Linked DNA regions of Rattus norvegicus: regions 1 and 3 are each linked to region 2. A link is a contact called in public Hi-C data. All regions are on one chromosome and are shown on one strand. Each heading gives the region's core, a stretch centred on a gene start, on an enhancer-like site or on the middle of the called end of the contact. The rest is flanking DNA. Distances are from core to core; before and after follow the strand shown.

Region 1 (3,908 bases), core at 455-2,954, 850 kb before region 2:
AAATGTGGCTCTGTTGAGCCATTTGATTGAGTATTGGTATGTACCACTCATGTGGGACACGGTGTTGGGATGACTTTTGACCTAAAAACTCTGTCTTCAATCATAACCACAATGTTTCTGTCTGCTTCAAATAATGGCTGCCACTGATGAAGATTTGGAAAGCTGGTGTGTAGGCACTGGAGTTCTGCCTTTTATCAGCAAAATCTGACCCCATTATTTCCTGACTTAATGAACTGGAGTCGACCTGCCTCCTTGGTTAGGCATTTCAAGGCTCCTGGGGTCTGCTATTGTCTTTACCTCAGCTCTTTCTTGTCCTCTCTTTCCCATACTCCTTACCAACAAGTCAGGTGCTAGCCAAACAAGGGGACGCTCTCCCTATTTAGAACAAGTCTCCTTTTTGTCACAGTGGTACCTACAAGGGATACTGCAAGACTCAACTCAAAGGTGTTCTTTGCCATGCTGCTTCTACATAAAACCTTGCATATTCTACTTAAAATGCTAGCATGACAATTAATTCCATTGGACCGTGAGTCCCTCAAGGACAGGAACCATGTTTTTTTCATTGTCTCCTTCATAACTGATCCTTCTCTAAGTGAAGAGGCTAATTTAAACTGCAGTGACAAATGATGACCACCAGATGGCAGTAGGTGGACATTTTGTCTCTGACCCATCATGAAGAAGAAGGGTTTGTAACAAATTGCCTTTCATCTCTGACCTTGCAGACAGACAAACACATTGCTGAAGACAGAAAGAAACCTTTGACTGGCTAGTCACATTCACACACACCCCGAATAACAGGTGGCCATTTTAGTCTCTGTTTTCTGTCGGCTCTGCTCCTTAGACGCAAACGTAGTCCATGAGGCAGGAACTTAGATTTTTCAGTTTGATCTTCACAAGGACAAGGTGACCATATTCTCAGTGACTAGAAGGAATGGTCACCAACACCCACTGATGGTCAGCATCTGTTGAAGTCCCAGAGCTTCCTGCCCACACCCATCTGCCGGAGGACAAGCAGTAGACAAAAGTCAGCCGAGTATCCGTTGCTTACTTTTCTTCTAAACGTTATAGTTTTACTTGACATGTATTATTGGTGTACATTTTTTAGGGGCTGTATGGGTTAGATATAAGAATACTTTGTGTAATAATCAGTGTGGAATTTTAGCATATCTAATTACCTCAGCCGGGATAATTTCTTTAATGTGAGAGCAGCATTCTGATTTTTCTTTTTCTGATCGGTATTTGTATATCCGTACAGCAATATTTGCTATAGTCATACAGTTGTGCTTTAGAGGGCCAAACGATCTTCCTTTTACCTAGTTAGGCATGGGCCGGGCTCTCCCCTCCTTCGCCCCCTCTCCTCCCCGCACTGTCTGATTACCACTTTCCCAGTCTGCACCTATGACATCAGCTTGTTTTGATTTCTCAAATGGGTGAGGTCATCCTTGTGGTATTTTTCTTTCTGGGCCTGTCTTGTTTCCCTTAGCTATGCCCTCCAGACTCAATCACAATATTGCAAAGTTAAGAAGTCAACAAATTATAATAGCCAAATAATATTCTTCTGTGTATAGATACACTTTCACCATAAATGATTCATTGATGGGCCCTGCCATTGATAACAATCCAAGGCTTTCATGGAAAGCACCAGCAATTCCCTGTGCATGTGTAATACTGTGAAGCCAGTGTCTTCCCTGGGGATTTGCCGGCTTCCTTGGTGAGCCCAATACTCATCAGTGAGACGGCCCAAAGCTTCAACTGAGAGGCAGCCTAGAGCCAGAATCCCTGGCTTCTTTGTGTATGCTGGTCTCTGAAGAGCCCCAGAAGCCAAGGGGCTCTGGAGTGATGGCCAAACCAGCAAGATCTCTCAGCCCTAAAGTAAAGGGCATGAGAGTTTCCCTTCCTCATTCCTCTGTCATTGCTGGCTTGCACTCTTCTCAACCCTCTATTGCCTATTGGCATGATAACCAGAATATGGTAAACAAGAGAAAGTGGCTATTACTCTTGCCATAATTCTTGACGGTCCAGCTCCACTGGATGTGCCCCAATCCTATTGTCCTGGTTATTTTTTGGCAACTTGACATTAATGGAGTCACCTGAGAAGGGACCCCAGTTGAGAAAGTGCCTCCAACAGACTGATCTGGAGACAAGCCTGGGAAGGGTTTTCTTAATTGATGGCTGATGTGGATGGATCCAGCTCCCTCTAGGGAATCTTTCCCTAGGCTGCTGGTCCTGCTTGCACAAGAAATCAGGCTGAGTGAGCCAGCAGCCCTTATCCATGGCTTCTGCTTTAGCTCCTGCTTGCAGCTTCCTGTGTTGAGTTCCTACCTTGCACCCATTCGATGGACTGTGACTTGGATACATAAAGCAAATAAGCTTCCTCCCCGCACCCCAAGTTGGTCTTTAAAATCCCAGCAACAGGAACCAAACTAAGAAAACTATGTGCTTTTTAAAAAACCACTATTAGAGCAAACATCATATTCAAGGATGAAGCCTAATATTTCGGTAAGATTCCACAAAGACTAACTTCTCTTAAATAAGCACACCTCCTTCAGTTCTAAGGGACTCTAGGTGTCTTCCCTGGAACTGAGTTTCTGTAAAAGTACCCTCCGTGAAAGAACGTTTCACGCATCATGGAGTGGGTATAATGCTTATGTCAAATAGACCAGGAATCAAATTCTGACCCAGTCACATCCTGACCCCCTTTTCGTGGTTGGGTTACATTGCCTCCGCCAATCCAAGCTTCCTTTTCTATAAAAGCAGCTTAGACTGTAAGACAGGCAAGTGTTGAGAGTACCAGTGTGCAATGCACAGAATAAGTGTTAGCAGTTATCATTAGCATTCGAATCTGCAGAAGTAGAAGCGAGGAGACAGCTCCCGAAAAGTAAATCCTGATGTTATATTTAGCTGATACAGAAAAATGTAAAGATTCCAAATCTCTCCATAAATCATACCAGAACCCATTCTTTCAGGGAGATCCGTGTAGAGCCCTTTCTTCACTAAGACTTACTCAGTTCCTAGGCTGTAACAAGATAAAACCAGGTAAAGAAGATACAACATTGACAGCATCGTCTCTGCCCTCAGTGAGCTCTTGGGCTATGGAGATCTGCCCACAATAGTTATTATTCCGTGGGAGAATGCACTAGCCTGATGCACACAGATTCAGAAGTCAACCAGGAGAGAGTGAAACTCCCTGGTGTTCCTCAGAGGGCCCTGCAAGGCTGTCACGAACTAACCTTGGCCTTCCTGGGAATGAGTCCACCCAGTAGCATTGTCTTTTGAGAATGCATCATGATGGCTCATACCTTTAGCCTTGGCACCATACTTTAACCTTGAGCTGTCTTCTCAGAATACTCACCTGCTGGGAAGTGGAAAACAGCCACAAGTGTTCCTCATGAGCTCTGGTAGCCTGACAGCTCCTTCTCCCCCAGCTGGGATCTCATGGCAGATTTGAGCTACACGTGTTTATTAAGAAAACCAATATTCGGGGCTGGGGATTTGGCTCAGTGGTAGAGCGCTTACCTAGGAAGCACAAGGCCCTGGGTTCGGTCCCCAGCTCCGAAAAAAAGAACCAAAAAAAAAAAAGAAAAAAAAAGAAAAACAATATTCCATACCTGACATACATGAACAAATTTCGGTGAACACCTCCCACCACCAGTGCTCACCACATGTCAGTCACAAGAAGAAAAGTCAACAAGCCACACAGAAGGCCTTTGTTGCCAGGTCACCTAGATTCCTTAAAGGGAAATTGCTATAGGAAGGCTTCTCAGGCCATCTAAATTCTATTTCCTTTTAACTCCTTTCAACTTTATATTCACTCTTTGAAAGATTGCAAAACAAATATATTGATACTCTCATTGGCCTGAAATCCCTTTGTATATATAAACATTGACATGAGATCTCTTTTACTTTTT
Region 2 (3,532 bases), core at 438-2,937:
GACACTGCTAATCACAGAACTAGTCACCAAACATCACAGGATTCAAGACCAATTAAATAGCATCCCTACCGCCCTCTGGTCTGTACACAGCAGTGTACAGGCACAGCAGAGTATGTCCTCACCCTGCTTTGTAAGGAAAGCTAAGCCTTAAATACAAGTAAAGGTACCAGCCTCAAAACACAAATACTCTGTGTCCTGCCACCTTCTCACCACATGATACCCAACCGCCCTCTTTGAGCCTCACTGTGGTCATTAGTAAAATGAAGGAGGCACTCCTAAGCCAGCCATCCTATGGAGATGGTATGGAGGTCTGGTGAATTACTGAATGTGGACTGTCCGCTGTAAAGCACTTATAAGCCTACGTCATATATCATACTCCCCAAAGGATTAGTCATGGTCAATAAATTATTACTGTTTATATGACTGGTCTTTCCTGTGGTTTCCTCATAATAGCACCAAGCATTTGTAACCATTAAAATTTATGCTTTTGCTGAAGCAGAAGATGCGCTGGTCTCGGTGTCCCTACGTCTCCCTCTGAGCTATTTGTAGAGCCTGCTAGAGAATCCCAGAAATCGTGCTTGCTCTTTACCCTTCGGTTCTGGCCCTGACCAGAAGCAACCATGCACAGTGTCCAGTTTCCTCCTTCTTTCACATTCTACAGCACAGAGTGCTCACGCTCAGGTCAACCTAAAGACGGTGCCACCCAGGCAAGCAAACGGTTGCCCTCCACTAACACCATCAGCTGGAACTACATGAAGAAGGGGGGTCAGATGCTGGGCTGAAGAATGTGATCTTGATATTACAGATAGCACACAACACAAAGGCATGGCTCTGTTCAGGCTCTGTTTAGTGTTATCGAGCATAATGGCAACTTGGTGCCAATCGACCCACTTGGTATTTGCTGAGCACGAGGGGACAACATGAAACACAAAGAAACTGATCTGTACGCTCTGGGGCTAGAAGAGACTTTCAGGGGCTGATCACATTTCTACTAGCCAGACAGAGAAACGAGCATCCTAAAGAATGAAGCGTGACTCAGAGTGAGCGCTGACACGGCTTCCCCAGAATACCGACCTCGTGTCTCCCAATCTCTCCAGAGCAATCCCCTTGCTTTTACAGCCTCATCTCTGTCCTCCCCTTCCTCCTGGGCCCAGGTGGCTGCTCTATAGCCCAGCCTAGACTGTGACAGGGAAATGTAATTCCTGCAGGGTCCTCAGCAAGGAAAAGGGGACTCCTAAGCCCCTGTGGCTTTCTCAGAGCAGTAACTTTCCACAGTTATTCAGGATAGACAAACTGCATGCTGCCATTGATACAGAATAAACCACAGGCTGGAAATCTGTCAAGACCTTCCTTCATCTGTGTCTGTTCTTCATCACTTATCTCCTGGGAGCTTGGGAATGGGGAGAGGTCAACTACGACTACAGCCTTCTACCAAAAGAGTAAGTCGGGGCTGGGGATTTAGCTCAGTGGTAGAGCGCTTACCTAGGAAGCGCAAGGCCTTCTACCAAAAGAGTAAGTCACAGATGCTTGTAACGACTACAGCACTTGGGGACAACAGATTGAAGAACCCATAAAGACAAGAAGTATTCAAAGCCTTTCGCTGTCCCACAAGCAGATGACCACAGACAACTAGAGGGCCAGGGTTCACAAGTCCATTCATTTCGATCTTCTCTAACATCTCTGACAGCCCAGTGACTCATCCAGTTCCTGTCTGGGAAACAATCTCATGCCCAGTTCCATCCCGTAGAGTGTAGGGAAGCAGTGGGACCGGCCTTCTGCTGTCCCCACTTCTCCCAAAAAGCAGGCTGAATGTCTAATAGCTGCCGAGACTGGACAAGACCATGGAAAGGCTGCATTTAATTAGTGTAAACCTAGGACATCTACTAAATGCCTCCCTACACTCATTGCTTGTCCAGCAATAAAAGAATGGGGGGAGGAGTTAGAAGAAGGTGCAAGAAGGACATAATGTGCCCAGGATCAAGAAAAGACCTGCTAAGCAAAGGTAACAGTGTGCCCAAACATAATTAAGGAAATCACAATGCAAAATGCAAGACCAGTTATTTATTTTTTTCTTTTTAGTTCAAGTCACAGAAAGTATCTGGAAGAATTAGAAAATGCTTTGTTTGGGGAATTCCACAGGAAATGAAATTATCTGGGGCAAAATTAGAACGAATGCCAACAGATACAGTCGATGTCTTGGAGATCACTGCATCCAGCCTTGCCACTTTACCACTGAAAGAGGCATGCCAGTAAGAAAGTGTACTTCACGGTTGAACGGCAGTCGAACTGGGCAGAAAACCTATGTCTGCTGGCTGTAAGAATGATTTCTTAGTTCTCATCCCATGCTAGCACTGACGTGAACGCTAACTGAATTAAACCAACTCATGTCTGAAGAGCAAAGGGAAAATAAACTGTTCCCTGTGGCAGATGCCTGGGACACTGGCTTCTTTCTCAGGACTTCACAGTTCATGTTCTACACAACGTGGAAATCAAGGAGGGCCCTGTGTCTTCCGTGGTGCACGTACATTTCTTAGCAATGTGCCACATGTCTGGCATCCTCCTCAGCTCCCTCTCCTGCTCCTCTTATTACCATATTAGGCACTGAGTTCCAATGTCTGGGTCACAGAACTCAGGCTGTGCGTATGAATGCAATCTGCTTTCTGGGCTGTTTGTCTTTACTGGGAGCCCACTGAGTACATCTAGGAAACATTCACAGAAATACAGAGGGCAGGGAAAAGTGATTCACACCCTAAACTTAGAAAGGAAATAATCAATGTTTTTTTTTTTTATTTGTTTTCTTATGCTCTCCTAAAGGGATGAGAAGCAGATTTGAAGGGAAAGGTGGGGAGGTTAGAAAATGTCAGAGGCTTCTGTTCACTGTGGAAACAGGCCACGAATGTGTGAGGCTAGATTCCTGAGGCTTTGTGAGAAAACTCCAAGAAAACAAGACAAAAGTCTTGTGAACTCGGTTTCTTCAAAATACAGATTGTGTTTCTGTGTTCTTCCTGGGGTAAGGGGATAGGAGGGAGTTTACCTCAGCTGTTGTTAATTTCTGCACCTCTATGGGAAAATGTTTCCTTTTTATTGCATATTTAATTCAAGTGATTCCACTTAACCCTCTGCATATAAAAATCGTCAGGTGCTCTAAATAAAGTTGGCTATGGCAGAAGACTTTAGTCGGCTCCATTTTTAGGTCCCACTCTCCCAGGTTCAGGCTGCTAACTAGTGACAGAACCTTCACAGCTGTATGCATCTGTCTATGGGTGTGTGTGCACGGGCACAGTCAGTCATGCGTCTGCGTTTACAAATGAGGGTTGTTGGAAACGTAAATGCTAGGGAGGAAAGTTCATCCCAAAGAAAGGGACTGGGTAGAGAATCAGAGCCTGTGTTGAACACTCGCCTTCCTGCACGGCACAGGTACTTCTTCAAGTAATATCAGCTTTCAAGTTTTGGAAACTGCACTTCAGAAGCAAAAAAAAGATTATTTGAAATATCCCTGAAATTTTTACTCCATTTAAAACAGTATTTTAGG
Region 3 (3,560 bases), core at 498-2,997, 610 kb before region 2:
TCAGAACTTGACTCCTACCCATAAGGGTTCAGTACACGTCGGCTGCAGATCTCAAGGTCATACAGCAATCAGTAGGATGACCTGGAACATAGGCTAAAAATGTACCTCCCACTCTGTCACCTGTCACCTCGTCACTCACCATCCCCATGACCTAAAGGGAACTGTTTAGGTAAGCTTTCCTGCTTGACCTTGGTTTCGTGAGCTACTTCTCGCCAAAACAGCCTATCAAATACAGGGAAAAATGAGTTAATGATTTCAGTGGAAGTTGGTATCCACCATCGAGCTGTGAAATAGGAATCGATGGGTCTTCTCTTTCCACTGAGGACTTAGGGTGGTTTCCGTCAGTTCAACAGCCTTAAACTCACAGAATTCTTCACTTGCCTCATTGATGTTGCACCAGCTAACCTCTACTCACTCATTTGCTTGTGTGTATGTAAGCCTTCTTGAAACAACAGTATCGAAAGCGAGAGCGTTTTGATGCCAACTATCAAGCAGGTATACACGTATACGTCCTCAAACCCAAGGGCAAAGAGAACATTTCCAGGACACAAATCTTTACCTAAAGGTCCTTAGGTAACTTTGATAACACCATTACAATAACTTCCTACATCGGACTTGACAGCAAACCTTAACGTATACCAAACTGGACTTCCAAGGCTCAGTTCTAAGTTCCAAGCCACACACAACTCTAAGGCTTCCTAGGACTTCAATGCAGGATATGAAGCTAGGGAAGGACTGGTTAGAAAGGAGGCATGGCTGTCTTGTCAAATGCAAGTGTCTCAGATGGAGTAGGAAGTCGATGGCAGACAAGTCTAGACAGAGGTCAATGACCCGGCCCTGGGGTGCAGATGTACTACTCTGTGAATTAGATAAAGATCTTTGTGCTCCAGATACCCAGGGACTGTTTTTTCAACTAGACCTGGCTAAGATGTTGAGCTGGGTGAGGCTTCCTTCCCAGAGAACAAGGTTCTGGAGTTGGTTTTGTGCCTAACAAGTCAGTTACCTCCTTCCCACCTCTCTGTCCAAACACTCATGAACACCACACACACACACACACACACACACACACACACGCGCGCGCATGTGGGAGTGCACACATACGTTGTTTCCCTCTGGTCTCCACTGCATAATTATAGCATGGTAGATCTGCCAGGGAACTATCCCTCATATTCAAAGAGAGGGAAAGCGAAGCTCTGTTGGATCAAAGTTGCTGCAGTCGATTGCTGCCCTCCACCCAACAGCCAAGAGCTCACTGAACTGCCACAGCCCAGTTCAATGCAAGTGTTGACATCTCATAGCCCTCAGAAATAGCTTCCTGGCCCGACCTAGCACTGAAGTCCTCTACACTCTGACCACTGTCTTCTTGAATTCGGGCTTCTTATCTCCTCAGATCCTTGCCCTGACTCAAGCAGACATACACTCCCAACACTTCAAGAAGGCTGACGCCCATACCCATTTCCAGTTCCTAGGGTGCTGTTGTCAGTGAACCAGGCATCCAGAAGCCATGGAAACATCCTAAGGGAACCACCCACACCTCCCCCATCTCTGTGCCTCACCAGAAAGTAAAAAACATATTTGCAGCTAATTTTTACTTTAATAATATTTTTGTGTAATTATTAAGGACTCTTAAAACTCCCCATCCCTCCCGCGTGGTAGGAATAATAAACATGCCCGTTTTATTGGAGAGGGGGTGAAGGAAGTGAGACCTTACACACAGAAAGGGAGTATGATTCATCTCCAGCAAGCAGTGAGTCAGTTGAGATGGCCCAGGCACCCTAACACCGGACGGGGGTTGGCATTAGCAAGGCCGGGCCTACTGTTCTTTCCAACCTTTTAATATCTTCTGCAGCTTCGTGCTTCTTGCACCAGTTCGATTCTGATTAAGTTGTTTATTGTGATGCAAACAGCAAGGGATGTGGTCTTTTCTAAATTCTGAAAAGAACCTGAAATGTTCACATATTTTACTAGGAGCTCTGAGCTCCCCAAAATGGGAGGTTCTTGGGCATCCTGTAATGAGAATTCTGAAAAATATTGGGCAAGGCCAATATTTGCCAAAGTCCAGCTGAAGTTGGAAGGGGGGACTTGTCCCTAAACAGGTGGTGCTCTTCTCTGGTGTCTAAGACATATTTTTTAACACCTAGTGACAGTTTTCCTGTGTAGGTCTGAGAAGTGTAAGAAGGGCTGTGGTGAACTACTTTTGTGGAGTTGGACTGTGAAGAAATCCTGGGAAAACTTGCCAAAAGGAAAGTGATTGAGGCTCTTCCTGCAGGCTGCCCCGAGGGAGGGAGGAAGAGGAGGATAAAGGAAGCCCCACCCCCACCCCCAGAAGACTTGTGAGACCAGTAAGGTTGGCCAGCCCCAGGACATCCCTCAAGGCAACTACCACTTTTCCAAGCCAGACACTCACATAAAGGCCCTCAGTAAGGAGACTACATAATATGCGACCCAAGTCAGACATTTTAGGGTGACAGAGGAAGCTTTTCGTGATTCCAGGCTGTGGTGCCACACACCTTTTAAACCATCACTCAGGTGGCAGAAGCAGGCAGATCCCTGAGTCAGAAGCCAGCCTGGTCTACAGAGCAAGTTCCAGAGCAACCAAGACTACACAGAGAAACCGTGTGTGTGTGTGTGTGTGTGTGTGTGTGTGTGTGTGTCTGTGTCTGTGTGTCTGTGTGTCTGTGTGTCTGTGTGTGTGTGTTTATAAAAGGCCTAAACAAAGAAGGTAAATCAGGAAGGACAGGTGCTGGATGGCTTTTGCCATTGGTGTTGATATTGACAAGGAATGATCTCTACCCATGGAGCAGCAACTCCCATGTAAGAGAGTTAGCACAGGCGCAAAGGGGCTGGCTATCTGGAGATGTTATGAGTCTCTCTGAAAAACTGAAAGAAGGCAGCAGCATGAGAGAGGTGTGGGCACCCAAGCTGAGATTTCATGGCCACAGAGGAGTTGAATGCATAGCAGTAGGAAGTGAGGCAGAGGTCATCAAGCCCAAAATTAGCCTCTGTGGGATGCTCAGGGAAAGGCAGTCAATCCCATAGGGCTGCCGTAGACTGAGGCAAGAATAACAAGGGTGCCCTGAGCATGGTTGGACCAAACACTGCAGTAGACAAGCTGACTTCTGTTTGTAAGTATGGTTCACCAAGTCAAATCTCCCCTGGGTTTGCTTTGTGACCAGCCACGGTTAGTCTCTGACAGGTAAGTAGTCTTCTCTGTCACTCAAGGACTTGAGGAAGACACCACTTCCAGTTTCACTACCAAGCACTCTCTCACTCTAGCCACCTGAGAAAGGGGTTTGGACATTCACAGGGAGCACCATTTTGGCAGTCCAATCTGGCCAGAACACTGAAGGTGGTGTTTAGTGGGTCTCCCATTTTGATCCTTCGCCTTTGTGAGACGCTTTCTCTGCTTGCTTTCCAGGACTTGTACATAAGTCCAGAGTTCCTTTGGACTTTGGGGCTTGCAGAGGCCTGAAGGTCACAGAATCAAAGAAGGACATTCTCCTTTGGTCCTTTAGACCTACTGGTGAGGTAGTTTGGGAAGGGTGCACAGTTCAGAACAG

The links. Hi-C and Micro-C count contacts between places; a contact is called where the count stands out from the background.
Region 1: a contact with region 2 is called in a Hi-C map of the A7r5 cell line, with 4 times the contacts expected there. The contact joins two enhancer-like sites. A contact is called at or near these places in 2 of 12 Hi-C or Micro-C datasets (the A7r5 cell line and the Rat2 cell line).
Region 3: a contact with region 2 is called in a Hi-C map of the A7r5 cell line, with 7 times the contacts expected there. The contact joins two enhancer-like sites. A contact is called at or near these places in 4 of 12 Hi-C or Micro-C datasets (the A7r5 cell line, the Rat2 cell line, liver and 1 more).

What each region holds. Positions count from the first base shown.
Region 1 is chr11:88,976,702-88,980,609 of GRCr8, forward strand. No RefSeq gene overlaps it. Among named protein-coding and RNA genes, the nearest start is that of Tprg1, 24 kb to the left of the region's middle. Within about 2 kb of position 1,705, at least 14 of the 93 cell types and tissues checked have an H3K27ac peak or open chromatin away from gene starts, as enhancers often do. A contact at or near this core is called in the A7r5 cell line, where this site is marked.
Region 2 is chr11:89,827,089-89,830,620 of GRCr8, forward strand. It overlaps a transcript of Lpp not described here. Among named protein-coding and RNA genes, the nearest start is that of Lpp, 24 kb to the left of the region's middle. Within about 2 kb of position 1,688, at least 11 of the 93 cell types and tissues checked have an H3K27ac peak or open chromatin away from gene starts, as enhancers often do. A contact at or near this core is called in the A7r5 cell line, where this site is marked.
Region 3 is chr11:89,213,559-89,217,118 of GRCr8, forward strand. The region is part of intron 1 of LOC102554451 (a long non-coding RNA gene); the gene reads right to left. Among named protein-coding and RNA genes, the nearest start is that of Tprg1, 260 kb to the left of the region's middle. Within about 2 kb of position 1,748, at least 6 of the 93 cell types and tissues checked have an H3K27ac peak or open chromatin away from gene starts, as enhancers often do. A contact at or near this core is called in the A7r5 cell line, where this site is marked.